Linked DNA regions of Mus musculus: regions 2, 3, 4, 5, 6 and 7 are each linked to region 1. A link is a contact called in public HiChIP or PLAC-seq, Micro-C and promoter capture Hi-C data. All regions are on one chromosome and are shown on one strand. Each heading gives the region's core, a stretch centred on a gene start, on an enhancer-like site or on the middle of the called end of the contact. The rest is flanking DNA. Distances are from core to core; before and after follow the strand shown.

Region 1 (2,963 bases), core at 150-2,649:
ACTTTTCCTTCAGACAAGAAGTCTGACCGTTTTATAAAAGAACCAACACGAATTCGTCCTTCGGGATTTACACAATCAAACATTTAACAGAAGATTTGTAATCCAGAAAGTACAGTTTAACTCGGCTAGCACTGAAATAAGGCTCTCATAATGAAGACTACTTAGAAAATGGATAAACAGGGCAAAAAAAAGTTAACTAAACCTTTGAGGAAAGTGGAGGGCTCAGAAATAACATATACCCAGGTGTCCTTGATAGTTACGAAATGAAGTCCATATTACAGAACCCACCTGGGCTGCACTTCTACCCAGCCCCCTTCTCCCTCTCCGCCTGTGCACCCCGTAGAGCATAAAGAGTATAGCTCAAAGAGCCAGACTGGGGTCTCGGATCTTCCAGGGATGTACAGTCAATGGCCGCTCATCTGACTCCGCGCGACTTGCGCTGCGGGCAGTTTTAGAATTCGAAAAATCAAATACCAACGGGGTAACCTGCGTCGGAATCCCAAGTCCAAGAGGCCTTCCTCTCCAAAGGGGGCAATATAGAGATGACACCTGGTGTTTCTTCTAGATGTCTAAAGAGCCAAAGGGGCCTGCACCCAGTTTAGGAGATGGTTTCCTTGATAAGAGACCATCGGCCCTTATTCCTAGTGCCACTGGAAGGTCCACTTCAATCTCCTTCCCAGTAACTTCGGAAGGTCGGTCTTACTTCCGATTCCCCTTGTCTTCATTTTCTCCTCCCTCCAGGAACGAGGAGGTCCTGAAGCTCTCTATCCCTAGCTGCTGACTTCCAGCGGAAGGCGTCATTTTGTAGTTTTCTTTTGGCTCCTCACCCTTCCGGCCCGCCTGCTCGCCAGTACACTGCAGAAGGACCGGTCACTGCTCTACAGTCCCGGCTCCGGTTCTCGTCCCGCCCTGGCCCCAGGTTCCTGAACCCAGCTGGAACGCCCTAAGCCCCTGCTAGGTGATGACCCAGACCTGTGAGCCCTCACCTGCGGGCCCTGAGCGTCGCTCCCGGCTCCTGGCGAGGCAGACGCTTTCCGCTTCCTGCTAACTGCTTTCCGGGCCATAGTGGGCAGCGCCGCCGTGGCCCCGCAGCCACATGAGGCGGAGAAGGCAAGGGGCGGCAGGGCGACGGGTCATGAACCGGGCCCTGGGGCCGCGCGCTTTCGAGCGCCCGGCCCGGAAAATGGCTCGGATCCCGGGCAGCAGTCGATCAAAATGAGGCGCGTAAATGGAAGAAGGGAAAATCCGGGTTGGGAAAGGGGAAGGGGAAGGGAAGGGGAAGGAAAAGCAGGAACAAGCAGCTTTCCTACCGCCGTGTCTGGAAAGGACGGCGAGCGGCGAGAACCAAAACACCCCCCTCCCACTCGCCCGCGCCCCGTCACTCCTGCGCAGCCGCACATAGCAGCACGTCGCCACGGAGACACCGCCCAGACCAGCAGGGCGGGACTTAAGCGCAGCAAGGAGAATTGATGTCCTCGGAGAACTTCCGCTTGCCTCTTGCCAATGGCGGTTAAGCTGTGGCCAAAGGAATCCAGCCTTCTGTCGGGACATTTCCGACCTCAGCCAGCTCATCCTCTGGCATGCGGAAGTAAGCATGAGCTGCCTGGCTGCGGGACCAATCTTGAACCTGTAACCATCATGGTAGGATTAAAGATATTCTAGACACCCTGATTGCCAGATTGCAATCAGACTATTAAAACACTGGACTCTAAGAAATTGCAGTTTTCCTGGGAGAAGGAAAGGACAAGGGCACAGATGCCAGCCAATAGAGGAACTTGACTCCAGGAAAGATAGATCACAGTTGGGAAAACTTGTCAGACTACCTTCCCAGAGAAACTGGGCGAACAGATGATGGATGCGACCACACCTTGCCGACGACTGCTTACTTAAGCATAGCTGTTGCCTTTAAGCCTAAACAAACCACACGTCAGCCCCTAAGATGGACTAGGATAAGAGAATGTCCCGTCGTTGTTCTTTCCAATGAGACCGAGTTAACACCTTTCTTCAAGTTTCCCCTTACACTTTGTCTTTTAGTTGGCCTGTTGAGAATGAGTTAAGGCTGCTAGGGCCCAGGTTCTGACCCTTCCTTATACCTCAGAAGACGTTTCTTAATCCTGTAACTAGTAGCCTCACATTTAGCACTTTCCCCCAACATTCTCACAAACTGTCAATGGGCACAAAAGATTAGACACTTTAAGGAAGGCAGAGAACCCCACATCACACTCCTTCAAGATGGATTCAGGGTAGGAAGGCAGCAGTATGGTCAGATTTTTGCCACATCAAAGTACCAGAGCTAACGCAGGCTGCCTCACATGCCTGTTGGCACAGGTCTCCCCACACATACGGAGTCCCCAGATTCCATTCTCCACTTCTTTACTCTCCAGCTCCCTGTCTATTTTGACTCCTGTCTAAACCTCAAGTCACTTTTCCCCTTCTTTTATTTATTCCTTTTCTTTCTTTCCTTTTTTTTTTGAGACAGGGTTTCAGTGTATAGTCTTGGCTGGTCTGGAACGCAGCATGTTATATAAATCAATCTGGCCTCAAAAGTTATAGAGCTCCACATGCCTCTGCCTCCCCAGAGCTGAGTTAAAGGTGTGTGCAACCACATCTAATAAGTCACTTTCTTTCATAAAATGCCACCCTTTTTAGGTCTGCAAGGTCAAAGTCACACTGTCCTTGTGCTTCAGCAAATAGACCCATCGCTGTAATTCATGCCATTGCCTGCCTTTCTCTCGGAGCCCAGCCTTGATCTCCATTAAGGAGTGAAATCTTGAACCACAGAAAAGAGAGTGGTCATTTTTGGCATGTCCGGTTTGGACTGGCACCAGTCACCAAACAAAGCGGGATCACCCTTGCCTCCATTTTCCGAAGATCCTGAAGGAATGTGAGTGCCAGCTTCCACTTTCCTCAGGCAAAGAAACCCTTGGAGGAAGCAGGATGTTCTTGCTTGAGACTGACTGGCC
Region 2 (2,700 bases), core at 194-2,693, 290 kb before region 1:
AAGAGATTGGGGGAGTATCAGCTTTTATTTGGATAAATCAGAATTTTTATCCCAAACTGACTTTGTGGCACCTAGCCATAGTCTGGTTGTCCCATTTGTTCTGGTGGGCCTCACCTTCCTCATGAGGAAAGACGTGAAGCCCTGACCATTGGTAAAACTATGTCTGCAATCGTGTGTCTTAAACCTACCCATCTTATCCAAAAGCTCCCGGATGTCTCTAGACTGGTTAGGTTGCTTTATAGAGTTCCGTTTTCTCAAATCCCTGGCATTCTTTCAGCATGTCACCAAGCCTACCCCGGGACAGTTTAACTGTCTCTCATAATGGTAAGAACTTGGGACCAGCTCTCTCGCCATGTTCACAATGTGGGTCTATGACCATGTCCACTGTAGCCCTAAGTCCTCTGTGGTTGGTAGAGACTCTCGCATAGACAGCGGTACTGGGTTGCTTTTTTCCTAGGCTTTCAGCAGCCATGCTGACTCTCTCTGCATCTGAGCTCTGAACCACTGTTCAAATATTCAAAGTATGTGGACAGTCCAGAGTTTACGCCAAGCATCCTACTGTAGGCCTTCTTCAGTCTCCACTGTGCCCATCTGTGTGGCCCCTCTTCTCCATAGGCTGGACTTATCTTTGTTGTTGTCTTTTGGTTTTGGTTTGTTTTTTCAAGATAGGGTTTCTCTGTGTAGCCCTAGCTGCCCTGGAGCTCGCTCCTGTAGACCAGGCTAGCCTCAAACTCAGAGAGATCCACCAGCCTATGCCTCCTGAGTGCTGGGATTAAAGGCATGCGCCACTACCACCTGGCTTCTTTTTGCTTTAAAATAAACTTTGAGCCTCCCAAAACTTGAAATCATTAAACAAGGCACTTAATTTTTACTTGTATTTTGTTTATTGAGACAGGATCTCGCTAAGTTGCTTAAGCCGTTCAGATCTTAAACCCTCGACAGTCCTTCCTCAGCCTAAGTGCTGGCATTGCAGGCTCTCACCAAACCCAGCTGAGAGACACGGAAGGCTAAAGGAAAAACCAGTCTCCATGGAAATTACGGGGACATGGCAGCAGGGACAGGTGACAGGAGACAAGTGATGGGAAGAGCAGAGTCAGTCTCTTGGGCCTGTTCAGTACAGGGTCTGTGGCCTCACACAGAACAGGAAGTCAACAGCTGTCGTCCAGGGTCTGAGAGGGTGATTTGTGCATGCAAGAAAGGGAACTCTGACTTCTGAGCTGAGGATCAGAGCCCAGGGAATTCTAGCACCGCCAATTGGTAGAGTGGGGCCTTCCTGCTTGGCCTGGGATGTGAGGGTTACAGGAGTCACAACCTGGGCATCAGAGATGCAGCGTCTGTGAGCACAACACTCAGGTCTGGGAAGAGTGTGTCTTTTGTCTACACTAGTCGTGGATACAATGACATCTGGTGAGAGACAAAGGAGAGCTAGTGCTGAGGCCTGAGGCTGATAGACGGCGACTAGCTTCTGAGTCATGAGGCCATAGGCAAAAGCAGGCAGCAAGGCTGTATCAGCAGAGATGACTCAGCAGATAAGAGCACTGGCTGCTCTTCTAGGGGACCCAGGGTTCAATCTCCAACACACAGATGACAGCTCACAACTGTCTGTAACTCCTGTTGCAGGGCATCTGATACTCTCATACAGCAAAATAAAATAATAAAATGTATTAATTTAAATTTTATTAAAATTTTAAAATGTAACATTTTTTTAAAAAGTTCTGCCTTCCCAAGCCATCGTAAAATTAAAAAGAGAAAGGTCTGAATGTCATCATAGACTTGTCCCCCTGACCTCAGGCAGAAGTGTGTGGGGGAGAACGCGAAGGCTGCTTTGAGGCAAGAAGCCCAGGAGGCTACAGAAGTAGCTCAGCTGAGATGGTGGGGCTGCCTCTAAGGCAGAAATTCGGGTCAGGGAAGTAGGATCATAAGCCAAGGCTCACCAGGAAGCTTGTTTCTCTCTTGTCCCCAAGAGGAGCCCAGGCCCCATTGAAGGCTTCTCATGGGTCTTCTTCACTAGTCTATGGGTCGGAGAGTTCCAGAGACTGAGTTCTTAGTAATTTCACTGTCCAGCATGGCTGGCTCCTTTCAACCTTAGGGCCGTCCAAGTGAACAGAGAGATGCTTTGTGTACAGCTGAAGAGAAGCCTCCCTGCTGGCAGGTCTGTGAGAGACAGCTCTGGGTCCTGCCTGACCGTATTGAGGATCCCTTCCCATACGGCTAGACTTCTGAATTCCTGACTGAAAGGGAAACTCAACTCCTCTTCTAAAAGAGACATGACCAGACCAGGCCAGCACCTCGGTCTTCACTGACCTAACCTTAGTCGCCCACACCCAAGAGAAAGTTCTCACACAGCACATGGCCTCTGCATACATCTTCTGTACCATCGCTCATGGCATTTTAGAACCCAGGGTTCCACAGGAATTCTGGAAGCCACTCTGGTCCCTCAGCTTACAAGCTTGAAAGAAACAGTCATTGGGATAACACTGTGTGACCCCAATCAGGGATCAGGGCTGGTGAGGGTCAGGAAGAAGGTACGTCTTCAAAGAGTGAGCTGGGGCCCTAGCTTCCATGAGTAGAACTCACTTGGAATTCCTTTCCTATGGTCCAGGAAGCCTGTAGCTTGTTCTTCTGGCGAATAGACTTAGGAGATGTGGGGGCCGAGAGCCCAACTGAACACCAAGGTGACCAGGTTCCTCTGACCCAGAC
Region 3 (2,802 bases), core at 113-2,612, 460 kb before region 1:
TTCCAGGAAAGTGCAGCCCCATTGACCGGGTTAATTTTAGCCCTCCAGTCAGTCCCCTGAGTACACAGGCCCTCTGCCCCTGGAGAGGGCCCTGCTCAGTTTGGTTAAGAGGAAGCATCAGGAGGAGGAACTTGGGGTGGGAGACAGAAGGCCCCTTGGTTCAGCACCTACAAACAGGAGGAAATCCCACAATTGTAGCAACTTTCTAAGAGTTCATCCTCATTCTTTAAACTCTTAGTTACAATGTTTCATTTACTTCTTCAAAACAACTCCAAAATACGTGTGGTTTATTATCTCCATTTACCAGAAAGAAACCTTAAAGAGAAAGTTAAGTGGCTTGTTCTAAGGCGGAGTGGAGGGTGGTGGGGAGGGGAGGTGGTTTTCTCACTGTCGGTCTTGTCCTCAGAAGGTTGAAGGTTGCCGGTGTTGCTACTATAGGTAGGGAAGGTTGCAGAGCAGCCTTTTCAGTCTACTCTAAACTGACCCCAACTTCAAACTTCCTGAGTCCTGGGCCAGAACAAGGGTGTCTCCAGGGCCTTGTCTGGTGCTGGGGTAAGAGCCTGGGGGTTTCCCAACAGGGCCCCTGCCTCTTGAGACACCAGCCAACCTCTCTTTGGGTCATCCCAAAGAGGATTAAGCCCTTCTTGGGGATTATGCACTCTGATCAAAACCTGGTGGCTGGCAGTCCTGAAAGAGATCTTAGGATAATATCCCTGGAACCCTACTGAGGAAATCCGAGGAGTCCACGTCCTCAGATCCTGGGTCTTACCGAGCAGCGGGGACTCCTCAGGGCAAGCTGGCAGCGACAACAGTCCAGTGGTGGTGGGCACTGGCAACGAAGACAAGTTGCTCTTCAAGCCGGGGCCAGAAGCTGCACCAGGGCTGGAGTCGAGACCCGGGCGAGGCTTCGGGGAGACGCCTAAAGGAGGCGGCGGCCGCGCACCCCGCGGCCGCTGCTCTCCTGGGGGCTGCTTGCTGGCTGCGGCGCCGTTCGTGCCGCCCTGCAGTGTAGAGGAGACTCCGACCAACTGGGGCAGGCGGCTCAGATCGCGGCCAGAGAGGTAATAGACGAGGGTGACGCCGAGGTGCAGCGCGCAGACGGCCACGAGCAGGCGGCAGGCCCGCTGCAGGGTCGCGCCCGGCATCGCGGCGCTGCCGCCCAGGAACTGCTCACGAAACCTCATCTTCCCGCCGCGGCTTTAAGAGGGGGTGGGCTACGGCTGAGAGGACGGCCCGCCCGCAGGCCGCCCGCCAGGCGCTACCCGACCACAGCGATCGAAGGAGGGGCCGGGGGGAGGGGGCTAGGACCTAGCGCAGCACCGGCCGCCTGCGGCGGAAAGCCGACACCCCTGGCCGCGGGACTTTGGAGAGATCAGCGGGAACCACAAGCGCGGATGAGCAGGGGGCGTGGTCTCGACCTAGGGCGGGGCCTCAACCGGGTTTCGGAAGGCTGTTCGCGGAACCTGGGGGGGCGGAGTCTAAGGGGTGGGGCCGCAAAGCGGGTCTTTTTCGAGAGGGGCGGGGCATGAGGGACAAGGCTCGGAGAGGGGACTGAGGGGCGGAACCTTCAGCCGGGTTTTTCTGGCAGCTAAGGGAGGGCGGAGCTTGGGGGGCAGGCACTAAGGGGCGGGCCCTCGGGAGGTTGGGTTGCAGGGCGTCGCGACACTTGGGGACTAAACGTGGCGCTCCGCCAGCCCCACCGCAGCCTTGGGTTGAGCGGGCATCCCATACCCAGCGGCGCTCAGCTTTTCTTCCTAGCGTTCACCGTGGAGCTTAAGTCTCTCTAAACCAGCTTCTTGTTCAACGAGCTGCTCACCACTTCCTGACGTACCCAGTGACTCGGGTATGGGCCTGGGACAGCAGCTAGTGAGGACAAGAGGACAGGCGGTAGCCTTGGGATAGTGAGAAAATGGAGTGGAGAAAGGTCGTCTAGGAAACCGGCTTCGACGTCCCGCGAGGCCAGCGGACGGATTCTCTGGGGCGTTCCAAAGATCCACTTACCCTAGCTGGGTCCGCCTGCCTGTGAGGGGGCTAAAGTGGAGGAGCTGCTTATTGAGTCCTGCTAGGGAAGTGACCATCTTGCTCTACTCTTACTCCCACATAAGTGTTTGCAGGATTGGGAAACCTCAGGAACCTGCCCAACTTGGTTCTAGGTGCAACATGGCCTCTAGTGCATGCCACATGGAGATGACACATGCTTGTTGGGATGAGACTGGCAGAAAACTGCATTAATTCCTAAGCCTGCGTACAGAACAGCCCGTTGTACACAGCGCTGGAACACAGTCCCCATTTAACAGAATACTGGAATCTAGGCGCGGTCGTGAACACCTGTAATCCCAGACTCTGGTTGCGGAGACAGGAAGAGCCAGAGTTTGGAGCCAGCCCAGACTATGTAGTAAACAAAGATTTCAGTGCCTTGGAGTGAATAAGAATGAATGGCCTGTAAAATCTCACAGCTGATAAGCTGTGGAACTCAGGGCTCCTAAAAACTTTGTCACTGCGCGTTCCTTTACCTAACCTTGTTGATCTGAAAGTGGAAGCTGGAAGATTTAAGCACTTGAAGTCTTGACCCCGAGGCCTCAGACCCATTTATCCTTGAATGTGATGAGAACCTTAAGATGGGGAATGCTAATTCTAGCTACTCCTATGTTTGGAGAGTTTGTTGTTAACCAATATATGCCATGTAATAGGGGTTGTTAACTGTCTCCGATTCATCGATGAGAAAGCAGGCTGAGTGACATTTGGTTGCAATCATAGAAAGTATTTAAAAAAAAAAAAACCACTTGGGAGGCAGGTGCATTT
Region 4 (2,940 bases), core at 378-2,877, 340 kb before region 1:
CATTTGGGTTTTTAGGCTGGTTAACTTTGGCGTTAATGATAAATTGCTATCTTCATTTGACTTTGTTAAACATTATACATTGGCCTTTGCTGTGCTCCGAGGTTCTGGAGTACGATGTCATTTGAAAATAAGTAGTGTGTAGCCTACTAAATTCCAAAGATGCCAATTGACTCTGCAACTTGCCCACAAACGTCTGTTCTCTCCCCTCCACTCCCTCCTCTTGTCTCTCTCATCATCATCATCTCACTACTGCAGGTAGTACAAATACAACGGTTTCGTGTCTCACCTTTCTGAGGCCGATTTTCAAATATAATTCCTGAAGGATTCCTAAATGTGCTCGGTTAGGGGCAGGCTAAGCCACCCAGTCGAAGGCTTCTTAGTCTGTAGATATTAGAAAGAAGTGCAGAAGCCCTGTAACCAAAATGGTCACATCGTGGAGAATGTTTGAGACAGTGTTGTACTGTTGCTCTGGCTAGCCTGGAACTCACTATGTAGATCAGACTAGCCTCAGACTCACAGAGAACTACTGTCTCTGCTGCCAGAGTGCTGGAATTAAAGTCTAAGTCACCACACCTCACCTTGGAAGATTATATTTTACTATAAAAGAGGCTGAGACAGAGAAGATCCTACTGCAAGGCCCGTGCCAAGGTACAACCTTGAGAAATTACGTCATGCAAACAAGACCTGAAGTAAAAGTGGTTTATTGGGAGAAGAGGAGTGAGGGCCTAGGAAAGGAATAGAGGCAGACAAGTAGGCATGGAGCCAGTCAGACAGACAGGAGCAAAGCCATGGGGCAGAGAGAAGGGGACCGGACGCTGACAATAGACAGCTGCTGGGTGGCGGGGGGGGGGAGGGGGGGGACGCTTGGGGGCGTCTCTTTAGACGCAGCACACACCTATCACACACGGTGGAGGCAGGTCTAAGTGGTTGCTAGGGTCCTGGGGGCAGGCCAGCAGAATGCCTGAATACCAACAGGGGCTACATCAGGACACCCTTTCCCCACTCTCCCCCCCCCTCCAAAAAAAAAAAAAACACAGTAACTTCAAACTGTCTACCTCAGTTGGTGTTCATTTGTATTTGTTACTTGCCTACCGGTTTGTGGCTCATTTGCTATTAGTCCTTTAGATACTGTGTTTCGTTTTACACAGACAGGGATAGGTAGCCCAGGACCTGGAACTCACTACATCCCACTCCCATCCCACCCCCGATCCAGCCTCCCAGGTCCTGAAGTCGTGGGCTACCTAACCCTTGGCAGGTAACCTTTTATTGTTTTGCAGTCTTTTCCTCCACAATGCCCTTTGATTACTACAGCGCCCCCCCCCCCCTCGTCGCCTGCGTGAGCCGCTCCAGGCCGCCTCTTAGCTGAAGGTCATTTGAAGCCGGGCGGATGGCAGGACTTGACAAAAAGGCGTAGCAGCTGGAGAACCCAGCAGCTCTCGAAAAGCAATTACGCAAGTTGGGGGCAGTAGATCCTGCGGTCCGGGTGGGTCTCCTCCAGCCACTCGTGTCCCCCCCGCAAACCCCGCTTGCACCCGGGCCGGCGCATTTGTCTGACGTCCCAAATGCGCCATTTCACTGTGTGCTCAGGTAGCACCACCCCCTTGGCTGTCCCCGGGCGCGTAGGAGCGACTAGTCTCTCGGCGCCGGAAATCCGGGACACGTGACCAGGTGACAGCCTTCGCTCGGTGGCGGGGCTCGCTTGAGGTGCTGCGGCACGGGATGGCGGAGGCGCCTCCGGTCTCAGGTACTGTCCCGTTTCCCGCGCGGGACCCCTAGGGTCTAGCAGTCTAGTCCGAAGGGTGCGGGCCATTGCGGTGGCAAGTGGGGTGCGTGCTGCGCGGGGACAGTGGCTCGCGAGGGCCAAGCCACGCGCGCTGCACGTACGGAACCCTCCTCCATCTTCCACGGGATGGGGAGGCTCGGCCCCTGGGTTTCCGAGGAGAGCGGGCGGGTCCCGGCGCCAAGGGAGCGGACGTGGGCCTCTGGCGCCCCCCGCGGGGCTCCTTCCGGCCTTCCCGAGGCCGCGCGGAGCAGAGTCCGGCGGGCGGGCGGGCGGGCGGACGGCCGGCCGGCCGGGCGTAGGCGACTCTCCGTAGCGGGCCCTGGAGGCCAGCGAGTTTGCGCGCTGTGCTAGGGGTGTGTTCTTTACCTCTCGGAGTGGCGGGTTCCGCGCGCGCGGGCCAGCCAGCCAGCGGGCCCAGTCCTGAGGGGGTGTGAAATCCCATATTGAGGTGCGTGACGTGATCCAGTCTCAGTTACCTCATCTGTCAGCCTGGAGTAGTAAGCTAATTCCCAGACCCTCCCTGTTCTCTCCCTGATTGTTGGCTCACTCTCCCTCCTGGAGCTACCCCTGTGGTAGAGACAGCCTCATTTGACTGTTCGTATAAGCTATTTCCATTTTCTTCAAGGTGTATTGGTCAATCCGGGCTTTCAAATTTTGTGGACAGCAAAAAAAAAAAAAAAAAAAAAAAAAAAAAAAAGGAACGTTTTGCATGGGGTATTAGTACACATTTACCTAAATGTAAATGTGAACCGAGAAGCTGGGGCGCTAGTTCAAGTGTTTAAGAACAGTAGCTCCTCAACAGAGCAGTCACGTTCGCTTGCACAACCACCTGGAAAGCTGTGCGATCTGACGCCCTCTTCTGGCCACGGAGGGCATCAGCAAACACGTGGCATATATCCCGTCCCTGTCCCCCCAAAGCACCCTTGCTAAAACAGGAACACAAGATTAAAAGAAAAGTTTTTTTGTTTTTAAAGTAAACCAAATGTTTCAGTGCTATCAGACATGGTAGCGCACATCTTTAATCCCAGCCCTCGGGAGGGCGAAACAGGAGGATCTTTCGAGTTGGAGTCCAGCCTGGTTTACATAGTTGCAGACCATCCAGGGTTACATAGTGAGATCCTGTCTGGGAAGATGGGGTTGGAGGCCGAGAAGCAGAG
Region 5 (2,710 bases), core at 70-2,569, 370 kb before region 1:
CAACAACAGAGAGGTTTTTTCTTTTGTTTTAAAACAGGTACTCAATCTTTTCTAAGTAAGTGGAGTTCAAATCCACCTTTAGATTGCGCTCCCAACCAGTCAAGAGTCAGAAGGAGTCCTAGTTCCTATTTGTGCCTCACAGATCAGACATCAAGAGGCCTTTGGGGGGGTGGGGGTGGGGATTCATCTCAAAGTTTCATAAAACTGCTGGATATAGAGCCATGGTTTAGGTAGCAAAGTTTGTTGTTAGTCTTTCCTAACTGATTCTAAGGAAATGTCATGGCTTCAGCTTTCTCGTGTACTTCCCAAGGTTTTTAGTTCTGTGTTGATGTAACCAGATGTCCAGAAAGTAACTCTTGGACTCACGGCCCATTGAACCTGCGGTTCTATGACATCCAACAAAAACACTACTCAGTAAATAAGGAACAGCGGGATCACGCACCAAGTTCGTACTCTTTACACTGGTGGATGTCCAGAACCACGGAAGTTCTACACACAAGAAGGCCTAATATAAGCCTGACACAAAGACCCACGATTACTAGCGTTACACACTCAACTTTGCTTCCAAATAGAGGATCCAATAAGTGTCCAGGGACCGGCCACAGGGAAAGATGTCCTGACACCAGCCCTAAGCAAAAACATCCCCAAATATATATAGCCAAGAACCCATGTTTCTTTCTCCCAAGACTACATGTGGCCAAACCCACATATCCCAACCCGATCTACGGAACCCTCCTTGGCGCTCACTGTGGGTGACGATCACGCTGAGTCTGGGTGTTTCCATTTCCTCCGTCTGGACCATCTCCTCGGTCTTGGCCATGTTGTCGGTCTGGGTCACCTCTTCTGCCACAGTTACTTCCTCGGTTTGGGTCGCCTCCTCGATCTTGGTCACCTCCTCTACCTGGGTCCCGGTCACGTTCTTGCTACGGGTCACTTTCTTACTTCTAGTCAACTCCCTGCTGCTGCTCCCTACCTTCTCGCTCTGAGAAGAGCGGGGCCGGACTTTCTTCTTCACCCGCGGCTTGCAGGCGCCGGCGGCGGCGCCCCTGGTGGATCGGTCATGCCCGCTGGCTGCACTGCGCACAGAGGAACGCTGAGAGGGAGGCAAGCCCCGCTCGGCCCGGGACTCCGACTGGCGCGGCTCCCGGGCAGGCCGAGGGGCGCGCAGCCTGGGTCCCAGCGGCTCCCGGTCGCCTCGCGGTCGCCGCGCGGCGCTGCGACCCGCCAGGCCGCGTTTGTTCACAGCGCAGCGGTGGCTACCGGGCGCGCAGCCTTGCAACCCCGCCCCACTACTCACCAGTTCCGCCCCATCTACTCGCCACGCCCTCGGAACTGACCCTGCTTCAGGCCCCGCCCTATCCGCCCAGCCGCGTCTAAGCCCCACCCACTCCGCCAAGGCACCGCCCTATCCCTCCTCATAAGCCCCTCCTTCAGAAGTCTTTCCACCTCTCCCAGAGCTCCGCGCTCCTTCTCCGGAAGGAGGAGCTGAAAACACGGAAAAGGGATCGGGAGACTCGGGCGAGCACTCTGCGCCTGCGCATGGGGTGGGGGAAGCCGGAAATTGACACCAGAGCGACTACGCTTCCGTTTCTGGTTTTCCTCCAGTGTTTGGGTTTCCTCGCAGCCGGCCAAGATGAACCGATTCTTCGGAAAAGCGAAACCCAAGGCTCCGCCACCTAGCTTGACGGACTGCATTGGGACGGTGGGCATTTGACTTTGCATACCTCTGACACTCCGACCCGTCCATCCCGAATTCGTACTCCACCCCATTCCTGGTTCGGGCCCATTAAACCTGAGTCTTCTTCATCCCCACCCCTTTCATCCCTGTTTTCCAGGTCATTCCTGACCCCAGAGACCAGACAGTCTAATCTCATCATTCTTTCGCCCTTACTGCACTTAGCTCTTTCCGATGCCCACTGTGCCCCACCCCTTCTTCCTCGCTTTGGTTCCCACATTCCAACCTACGTACCCTATGTCACTACACCCCACTTTGTCTAACCTGGCCTTTTAAAAACCCTTTTTCACTCTTCTCCCCTTACCCATGTCAGGGTTAACATATCTGTACCTTAGTCCTGGGTCTGAGTAGCATAGAATTCTGAATCTTGGCCCTTCCAGATTAAACCTGATCTCGGAAATGGTTTTAGATCTCATCTTAGCCTGTGTTGATTGGTTCATTCCACGCACGTTCATGCAGAGTCCCAAACTGACTATTCTCCTACTTGGGAAATCTCAGCCAGCGGAGAGAATCCCAAATCGTTTTCCTCAAGAGAGGGCTGCTATATCAGAATCTAGGAGGTGGGAGAGAGTTTATGAAAGCCCTCCAATGGTTCGGGCTGGAATTCCCCACCCTTAAGAAAAACCCTATTTTCTGCCCTTTGCTATATTGTTCCTTTTTTCTTTTGCATATCCCTCTCTTTCTGCCCCTTTCCATGTAAACATATTACAATAATTACCACTGCATGTGATGTTTTCTTCCAAGGTGGATAGCAGGGCAGAATCCATTGACAAAAAGATTTCCCGGCTGGATGCTGAACTAGTGAAATATAAGGATCAAATCAAGAAGATGAGAGAGGGTCCTGCTAAGGTAAGGCTGGTGACAACTGTTGTAGGAAGTACTGTGAAGGGACTGACTGGTGAAGGATACAAGAAAAATACACGAAATCTGGTAAAGAGAAGCTACTTGTGAGGACCTGTTCTTCAGGGAACAGAA
Region 6 (3,040 bases), core at 255-2,754, 440 kb after region 1:
TATGAGTACACCACCATTGCTTTCTTCAGACACACCAGAAGAGGGCAACAGACCCCATTACAAATGGTTGTGAGCCACTATGTGGTTGCTGGGAATTGAACTCAAGACCTCTGGAAGAGCAGTTGGTGCTCTTAATCCCTGAGCCATCTCTCCAGCTCCCCACCTCCCCAGCCAGTATTTTGCATCATAATACATAGCAACAGACCAAACCTCAACAGCCTAGAATGTTCTATGTAGCCAGGCTACTCATTGATATGCCTGTCTCTGCCCTTCAAATACTGATGGCCTTTTGCTTGTTTTTGAAATTGGCTTCACTATATTGGCCAGGATGGTCTAGAACTTGTGGGCTCAATTGATCTTCTGCTTCAGCTTCTAGAGTAGCTGAGACTATAGGCAAATGCATCACTGTGCCTGGTATGTATGCACAAACGCATACACGCGCGCACACACACACACACATTACTGTCTTTTGGTTTACTTTTTTTTTTTTTTTCGAGACAGGGTTTCTCTGTGTAGCCCTGGCTGTCCTGGCACTCACTCTGTAAACCAGGCTGGCCTCGAACTCAGAAATCTGCCTGCCTCTGCCTCCCAAGTGCTGGGATTAATGGTGTGCACCACCACTGGCCGTTTGGTTTACTTTTATATAGATTGGGCCTTGTTATGTATAACTGCGCAGGCTGAACTTGAACTTGTAAGTTTACTGTCTCTGTTTCTGGAGTGCTGGGATTACAGGTGTGTACCACCACACCCTATACTTACTCAGTTCTCTTTATCTAACCTTATTTCTGCTCCTGAGGCTAGAGGCATAGTTACAGTGAAATACTCACACATCCGGGCAATACCTGAAGGGCCAGGCTGCAGGCTTCATCTATAGTATGATCAAGTTCCTCACCTCCACCCCCTCTCCACAACTTGCATCTTAACCACACACAGCAGCTCCGCAGGTGACCCAGGTCATGAGTTCAGAATGCTGCTGGTCTTTGCACAGGGCGTCTCTATGCTCCACACAGAACCTAGGTGCCTGGCACACGGTTAAGATGCTCAGTAAAAACGATGTCTTCTGAACAGGACAGGGCCTGATGTGCAAACACAAGAACTCACTACACCTGTGGTTACCTGCACAAAACATGAGAATGGACCCATAGAGGTTTCTTACCGGTTTGGGGGGCGGTGCACTCACGAGGCTCCGCCCTTTCTGATGGACTATTGGCAGTTAAAGGCTGCTGGCAGGAGTGTCCTTGAGTGGTGAAGCTGATATGTCATGCTCCAATAAATAGCCCTAATGTCGTGCAAGCAACCCGAATCCGTGGCGGGACGAATGGACACAGCAACCAGTTTTCACAGATGCTCTCCAGAGAAGTAGCTACAATCCGGTGTGCAGGAGAATCATCAAAACAACCTGGGGAAGTGAGCGTGGCGGTCCCGAGCCCCGCCCTCAAGTGGCAGGCTGTGCCCCCACCGTCACGTGTTGGCGACTAGCCAATCATCCAGGGTGGGCGGGGGGAGACATGGAATGGGGCGCTCACCTTGTGTACCTTAGGTCAATTCGTGTGGCCTCACGTCGCATAGCGGAGCCGATCCTGAGCAGCGCCAGCAGGCTTCAGAGGCGGACGCCATGGCAGCGACCTTCCGGGCGAGCGGTAATTGCTGGGCGGCCTGGACCCGCTACGGTGCGGAGCCGAGCCTTCCTTTTCCGTAGGAAGTTCTAGTCCCAGAGTCAAGGTCGGCACTCCTACCCGAGGCCAGGGTGGCGGGCGAGGGAAGGAGGGGCTTGCAGGCCGTGTGGCACGGAAAGCGTTTAACCCTTTAACTCCCCTCCGCCAGCCTATAGCTTCTAGAAACACTGCGCCGACCGAGCGTCCCTGTACTTGGGCCTGCTAGGGCATTAGAGCCACTCGGGGAAGAGAGAGACAGGGAGTTTTGCTGACTGATCCTTGTCTCTCCCCAGAACACCAGCATATTCGCTACAACCCGCTCCAGGACGAGTGGGTGTTAGTGTCGGCTCATCGCATGAAGCGGCCCTGGCAAGGACAAGTGGAGCCCCAGCTTCTGAAGACAGTGCCCCGCCACGACCCACTCAACCCTCTGTGTCCCGGGGCCACACGAGCTAATGGGGAGGTAAGCCCGAATACACAGCCACCAACTGGGATAGGAAAAAAATCCTTCTTCCTTATTACTACCCTTCGCCCACAAGGGGGAGCAGTGCGCCTCCTTTTGGGTCATTTCCGGGCAAGCAATTTTGATCCTTTGAGTGGGGCCTTCCTCGCCCCCGTTGCAGCCTGGATAGCCCTTGAATTCCGTCAGGTAGTATTTCTAGCCTATTCTTGTCAGTAGGTGAATCCCCACTATGATGGTACCTTTCTGTTTGACAATGACTTCCCGGCTCTGCAGCCCGATGCTCCGGATCCAGGTACCCTCAATTTAACCACTGTTGGGGAGAAGGGAGACTGGGTCTGACCCGGGTACCTGTGCTACAGAGAGTAATACTCCTTTATTCCAGGACCCAGTGACCACCCTCTCTTCCGAGCAGAGGCCGCCAGAGGAGTTTGGTAACTTTGGGTTTCCCCTCTTACAACCTCCAGCCCAGGTCTGAAGACGAAGACCTGAGCTTGGGCCCTGCCCTTAGCACCCAATCCACTTCCCTATGTCATTTTTCCCTCACCACCTAGTAAGGTCATGTGCTTCCACCCCTGGTCGGATGTGACGCTGCCACTCATGTCTGTCCCTGAGATCCGAGCTGTCATCGATGCATGGGCCTCAGTCACAGAGGAGCTGGGTGCCCAGTACCCTTGGGTGCAGGTCTGTGAGGGGGAGGTGTAACTTTGGTTTGGGGGAGAACCATTACTGCTTCCACAGGGTATGGTGAGGAGGGGTTGACTTGATGTCTGTGTGACTATTGAATATCTCTCTCCTTTCTACCCAATAGATCTTTGAAAATAAAGGAGCCATGATGGGCTGTTCTAACCCCCATCCCCACTGCCAGGCAAGTATGTGACAGGCCTTAATGGCTTTCTTGGCTGAGTCCACCGGCATTGTGGAC
Region 7 (2,764 bases), core at 139-2,638, 400 kb after region 1:
TCAGCACTGACCCACGCCAGTCTTTTTAACAGTTCCACCCCACATTCCGGAGGGGAGGGGCAAGTTCGGTAGACTTAAGCCTTGCCGGCACAAGCTCTTCTTAGAGAAGGCACAGATATTCAGGTCTAGAGAACAGTCAGGCGCAGCAGATCTTCAGGACCGGGTGTCCCGAGCCCTCCTTCGGGGTCTGGGGCCACAGCTGGGACTAGGTATGGAACCCAGGCCAGGAGGTGCACCTGGGGGTTGGTAGCCACATTCACTGGGGTCCAAGGGGTCCCGACTAAGCAGTACCCACACCGCAGGCACGTGGCGTCGGACTGTGAGGGGGTCTAGTCCCGTGTCTGGTGAAGTTGGGACCCAGCTGTCCTCCGTTTGCAGGAAGCGGAGCTTGGTGAGCTGGTGTAGGCCCGGAACCCGCCTTTTGACAATCTCTGCACAGCTGACAGCCTTTCCAGCAGCCCGGCCAGAGCCTGAGAACACCACGTGCCTGGTGCTTCCCCCTTCCAAACGACCCAGCGCCAGCCCTAGCAGGTTTCGGATTTTGCTCCCATCTCGGACTCGCATTTCCAGAGTGTCAGGAGGTAGCTGGGGCATTGGTGATGAGGCTGGAAGCTCTACAGAGCCGGCCCTCCGGTACTGTTCCATTCTGCCCTCGCGACGTTGGTGGGTCTCTCTCTGGATATGCACTGCGGGTAAGAGTCAGATGAGTGGCGGGAACATGACCAGGTCCATCCTCCATCACTCCCTCCAGATTATCGCCTTGTTCCTCACCCCAGCGTCTCAAGGCTGGGGCCAAGAATTATCGAGTCCTTAGACCCCTTTCTAAATACATCCACGAGTTTCTAACACGGGCAAGACCAAATTCCCCCAAACCAGGCTCTCTGGTGGGTAGGCCTGTACTTCTTTATGATCTCAAGCTCCTGGGGGCTAGGTCCCAGACCCCTCGCCCACAACTTGCCAAGAACAGGCGGGCTCTCCTCACAAGGCTGCAAGGACTGGGACAAGGCTCCCTTACTTTGTGCTTCCAGAGACTCTTGGCTCCAAACTCCCTGGGGCACAGCCACGAGGCCTCACTCCCCAAGAAAGTACTCCCCAAAGAAAGAATCGACCCTGCCTACGAGCACGGGGTGCATGGGGGCAGAGAAGACCTCACCCCCACATTAATAGAGTAGGCTGGCTTGAACAGGGCCACTCGGGAACTCGACCGGAGAGCTGCTTCGGACCACTCGTGAGCGGTTGGCGGGCTCCCCAATCGTGGGCCGCTGTTTCAGGCAGCAGGCATTTCCCCTTTCCCCAGCTCTGAGTCCCCATCTCCTGGGATTTGGCTCTTACCACGGTCGCCAGTAGACGCTCGACCCTCACGGAGTAGCCAAGATGGCGCGCAGACCGGGAGCGCGCGGAGCCGCGGGGCCGCGCACGCAGGGGGCGGGGCCTGAGAGAAACCCGGGCTGCTGTTCGCCTGTGATGGTGGCATCTGGCCGGCCTCCAGCGGTCGGCGCGTTGATCCCGGAGCACCCCGCTACCTGCAGAGGGCCCACCCGGGAAAGGAACGGCTATCGGAGGAGTCTTGCGCCCGAAGAACGCAGATTTGTGCCTTTAAAAGATGGACGGCATGCGTCACCTGCTGACACACCGGAGCAGCGAAAGCGAAGCCCCTGGTGGATAAAAGCAGGTGAGACTCTTATTTACGGAGTCCTGAGCTTTCTTCTCATCCTGGGACACTGGACGACCCCGGCGGTTTTCAGGAGGATCTAAGCGAGTGCATAACTCATTGGCTGAGAGGATTGGTGTATAAGCTGGGTGGATCCGGTAGTCGGGGCAACAGCTACTGGTGACCCTGGAAGGGGCTGTACTCAACATCACCGTAGCGCTTCGGCCACGGGGGCGTGCCCACAGAGCCTAGTTCAGTATCCAGAGTAAAATAGGCCCTCCAATATTTGTCCGATGATATGCTAACCACAGAAACAGCAAGAATTGAGGATGGTAGAAACTTGATAGAAAACTTGGATGAAGTCGGGCAGTGGTGGCTCACGCCTTTAATCCCAGCACTTGGGAGGCAGAAGCAGGTGGATTTCTGAGTTCGAGGCCAGCCTGGTCTACAGAGTGAGTTCCAGGACAGCCAGGGCTACACAGAGAAACCCTGTCTCGAAAAGCTCAAAAAAAAAGAGAGAGAGAAAACTCTGATGAAGTTTTGGGGAAGAACGGGCGACTCTTCCGGTAGAATAGTCTAGGGTAAATGCTAGTTTCAGATCAGTTTGGACACGCTGCATTTGAGATGCTGACAACTCCACAGGTTGGGTGCCATACAGGCACTTGAAGGCGCCAAGGCACTCCCTCAGACCACAAGAGGGCAGCATACATTTGGTGGAGCGCGTTGCTTTATAGCTGTTTCTCCCTGCTTTCTCTCCCCCATTCCTAAAATTTCCTACATCCAAACCTCTTGGGCTCCTTCTCTGGCTACTGGTATAATGTAGACACAAGGCTGTGCTGCCTTGGTTCTGAACGTCCCTGCCTGCTCCTCCATGACCATCTGACATGTGGGCCCACCTGGTCTTCCCCAAACCCTGTGAGGTATAGGCGTCCCTCCTGTGCCCTCCTTACCATAGGATGATATTTAGAGGGTAATTGGCAAGTATGGGGTAAATAAATATACAATGCCCCACTGTATCAGTCAAATGATGTAAGAACTCTTTATCTCTCCGCAAACCAGATCAGGAGTATAGCTCCTGGCCCCACCCCAAGGGGTTGACAGCTCTCCCCTTCA

What was found. Promoter capture Hi-C pulls out the DNA fragments that hold promoters and counts their contacts. A called contact is a pair of places that touch in the nucleus more often than the background predicts. HiChIP or PLAC-seq counts read pairs in DNA pulled down with a chosen protein or histone mark.
Region 2: a FOXA1 HiChIP or PLAC-seq map of pancreatic cancer cells shows a contact between it and region 1. The contact joins the enhancer-like site here to the promoter of Dcaf12 in region 1. A contact is called at or near these places in 4 of 39 promoter capture datasets (cranial neural crest, frontonasal cranial neural crest, neural stem cells and 1 more), 5 of 115 datasets of contacts at active chromatin or transcription factors (double positive thymocytes, embryonic stem cells, neural tube and 1 more) and 3 of 9 other capture datasets (adipose tissue, embryonic stem cells and pancreatic islet).
Region 3: a Micro-C map of embryonic stem cells shows a contact between it and region 1, with 2.8 times the contacts expected there. The contact joins the promoter of B4galt1 here to the promoter of Dcaf12 in region 1. A contact is called at or near these places in 7 of 39 promoter capture datasets (cranial neural crest, embryonic stem cells, frontonasal cranial neural crest and 4 more), 1 of 484 Hi-C or Micro-C datasets (embryonic stem cells) and 2 of 115 datasets of contacts at active chromatin or transcription factors (the 230-238 cell line and bone marrow-derived macrophages).
Region 4: a contact with region 1 is called in a Micro-C map of embryonic stem cells, with 2.9 times the contacts expected there. The contact joins the promoter of Nfx1 here to the promoter of Dcaf12 in region 1. A contact is called at or near these places in 3 of 39 promoter capture datasets (cranial neural crest, neural stem cells and second pharyngeal arch cranial neural crest), 2 of 484 Hi-C or Micro-C datasets (both in embryonic stem cells), 5 of 115 datasets of contacts at active chromatin or transcription factors (bone marrow-derived macrophages, embryonic stem cells, extraembryonic endoderm stem cells and 1 more) and 2 of 9 other capture datasets (adipose tissue and liver).
Region 5: a contact with region 1 is called in a FOXA1 HiChIP or PLAC-seq map of pancreatic cancer cells. The contact joins the promoter of Bag1 here to the promoter of Dcaf12 in region 1. A contact is called at or near these places in 8 of 39 promoter capture datasets (cranial neural crest, embryonic stem cells, frontonasal cranial neural crest and 5 more), 2 of 484 Hi-C or Micro-C datasets (CD4 T cells and embryonic stem cells), 6 of 115 datasets of contacts at active chromatin or transcription factors (bone marrow-derived macrophages, effector CD8 T cells, embryonic stem cells and 2 more) and 4 of 9 other capture datasets (adipose tissue, embryonic stem cells, liver and 1 more).
Region 6: an HNF4G HiChIP or PLAC-seq map of pancreatic cancer cells shows a contact between it and region 1. The contact joins the promoter of Galt here to the promoter of Dcaf12 in region 1. A contact is called at or near these places in 2 of 39 promoter capture datasets (maxillary cranial neural crest and pre-B cells), 1 of 484 Hi-C or Micro-C datasets (B cells), 1 of 115 datasets of contacts at active chromatin or transcription factors (pancreatic cancer cells) and 3 of 9 other capture datasets (adipose tissue, liver and pancreatic islet).
Region 7: a contact with region 1 is called in a promoter capture Hi-C map of hippocampal neurons, with 6 times the contacts expected there. The contact joins the promoter of Rpp25l here to the promoter of Dcaf12 in region 1. A contact is called at or near these places in 9 of 39 promoter capture datasets (the C10 cell line, the HPC-7 cell line, cranial neural crest and 6 more), 2 of 484 Hi-C or Micro-C datasets (cerebral cortex and cortical neurons), 4 of 115 datasets of contacts at active chromatin or transcription factors (embryonic forebrain, embryonic midbrain, forebrain and 1 more) and 2 of 9 other capture datasets (adipose tissue and liver).

What each region holds. Positions count from the first base shown.
Region 1 is chr4:41,313,502-41,316,464 of GRCm38.p6, forward strand. It overlaps Dcaf12 (DDB1 and CUL4 associated factor 12), which reads right to left and starts at 1,400. Exons shown (of 9, transcript NM_026893.3): 1 at 987-1,400. The coding sequence starts at 1,064. Gm46891 (predicted gene, 46891) reads left to right here and starts at 841. Exons shown (of 2, transcript NR_168697.1): 1 at 841-2,963.
Region 2 is chr4:41,025,123-41,027,822 of GRCm38.p6, forward strand. Nfx1 (nuclear transcription factor, X-box binding 1) reads left to right here. Exons shown (of 24, transcript NM_023739.3): 24 at 1-870. Among named protein-coding and RNA genes, the nearest start is that of Aqp7, 22 kb to the right of the region's middle. Within about 2 kb of position 1,444, at least 79 of the 459 cell types and tissues checked have an H3K27ac peak or open chromatin away from gene starts, as enhancers often do. A contact at or near this core is called in adipose tissue, embryonic stem cells and pancreatic cancer cells, where this site is marked.
Region 3 is chr4:40,852,622-40,855,423 of GRCm38.p6, forward strand. B4galt1 (UDP-Gal:betaGlcNAc beta 1,4- galactosyltransferase, polypeptide 1) reads right to left here and starts at 1,363. Exons shown (of 6, transcript NM_022305.5): 1 at 770-1,363. The coding sequence starts at 1,184.
Region 4 is chr4:40,969,316-40,972,255 of GRCm38.p6, forward strand. Nfx1 (nuclear transcription factor, X-box binding 1) reads left to right here and starts at 1,628. Exons shown (of 24, transcript NM_023739.3): 1 at 1,628-1,744. The coding sequence starts at 1,720. It overlaps Gm52692 (a long non-coding RNA gene), which reads right to left and starts at 844. Exons shown (of 2, transcript XR_003955193.1): 1 at 287-844.
Region 5 is chr4:40,946,975-40,949,684 of GRCm38.p6, forward strand. It overlaps Bag1 (BCL2-associated athanogene 1), which reads right to left and starts at 1,320. Exons shown (of 7, transcript NM_001171739.1): 1 at 748-1,320. The coding sequence starts at 820. It overlaps Chmp5 (charged multivesicular body protein 5), which reads left to right and starts at 1,579. Exons shown (of 8, transcript NM_029814.1): 1 at 1,579-1,702; 2 at 2,480-2,584. The coding sequence starts at 1,634.
Region 6 is chr4:41,754,013-41,757,052 of GRCm38.p6, forward strand. Galt (galactose-1-phosphate uridyl transferase) reads left to right here and starts at 1,505. Exons shown (of 11, transcript NM_016658.4): 1 at 1,505-1,640; 2 at 1,949-2,118; 3 at 2,335-2,410; 4 at 2,501-2,549; 5 at 2,670-2,799; 6 at 2,927-2,983. The coding sequence starts at 1,616. It overlaps Gm42274 (predicted gene, 42274), which reads right to left and starts at 1,760. Exons shown (of 2, transcript NR_155499.1): 1 at 1,157-1,760.
Region 7 is chr4:41,712,129-41,714,892 of GRCm38.p6, forward strand. It overlaps Rpp25l (ribonuclease P/MRP 25 subunit-like), which reads right to left and starts at 1,389. Exons shown (of 2, transcript NM_027278.3): 1 at 1,333-1,389; 2 at 1-686. The coding sequence starts at 645. The coding sequence ends at 154. Dctn3 (dynactin 3) reads right to left here. Exons shown (of 7, transcript NM_016890.4): 7 at 2,670-2,764.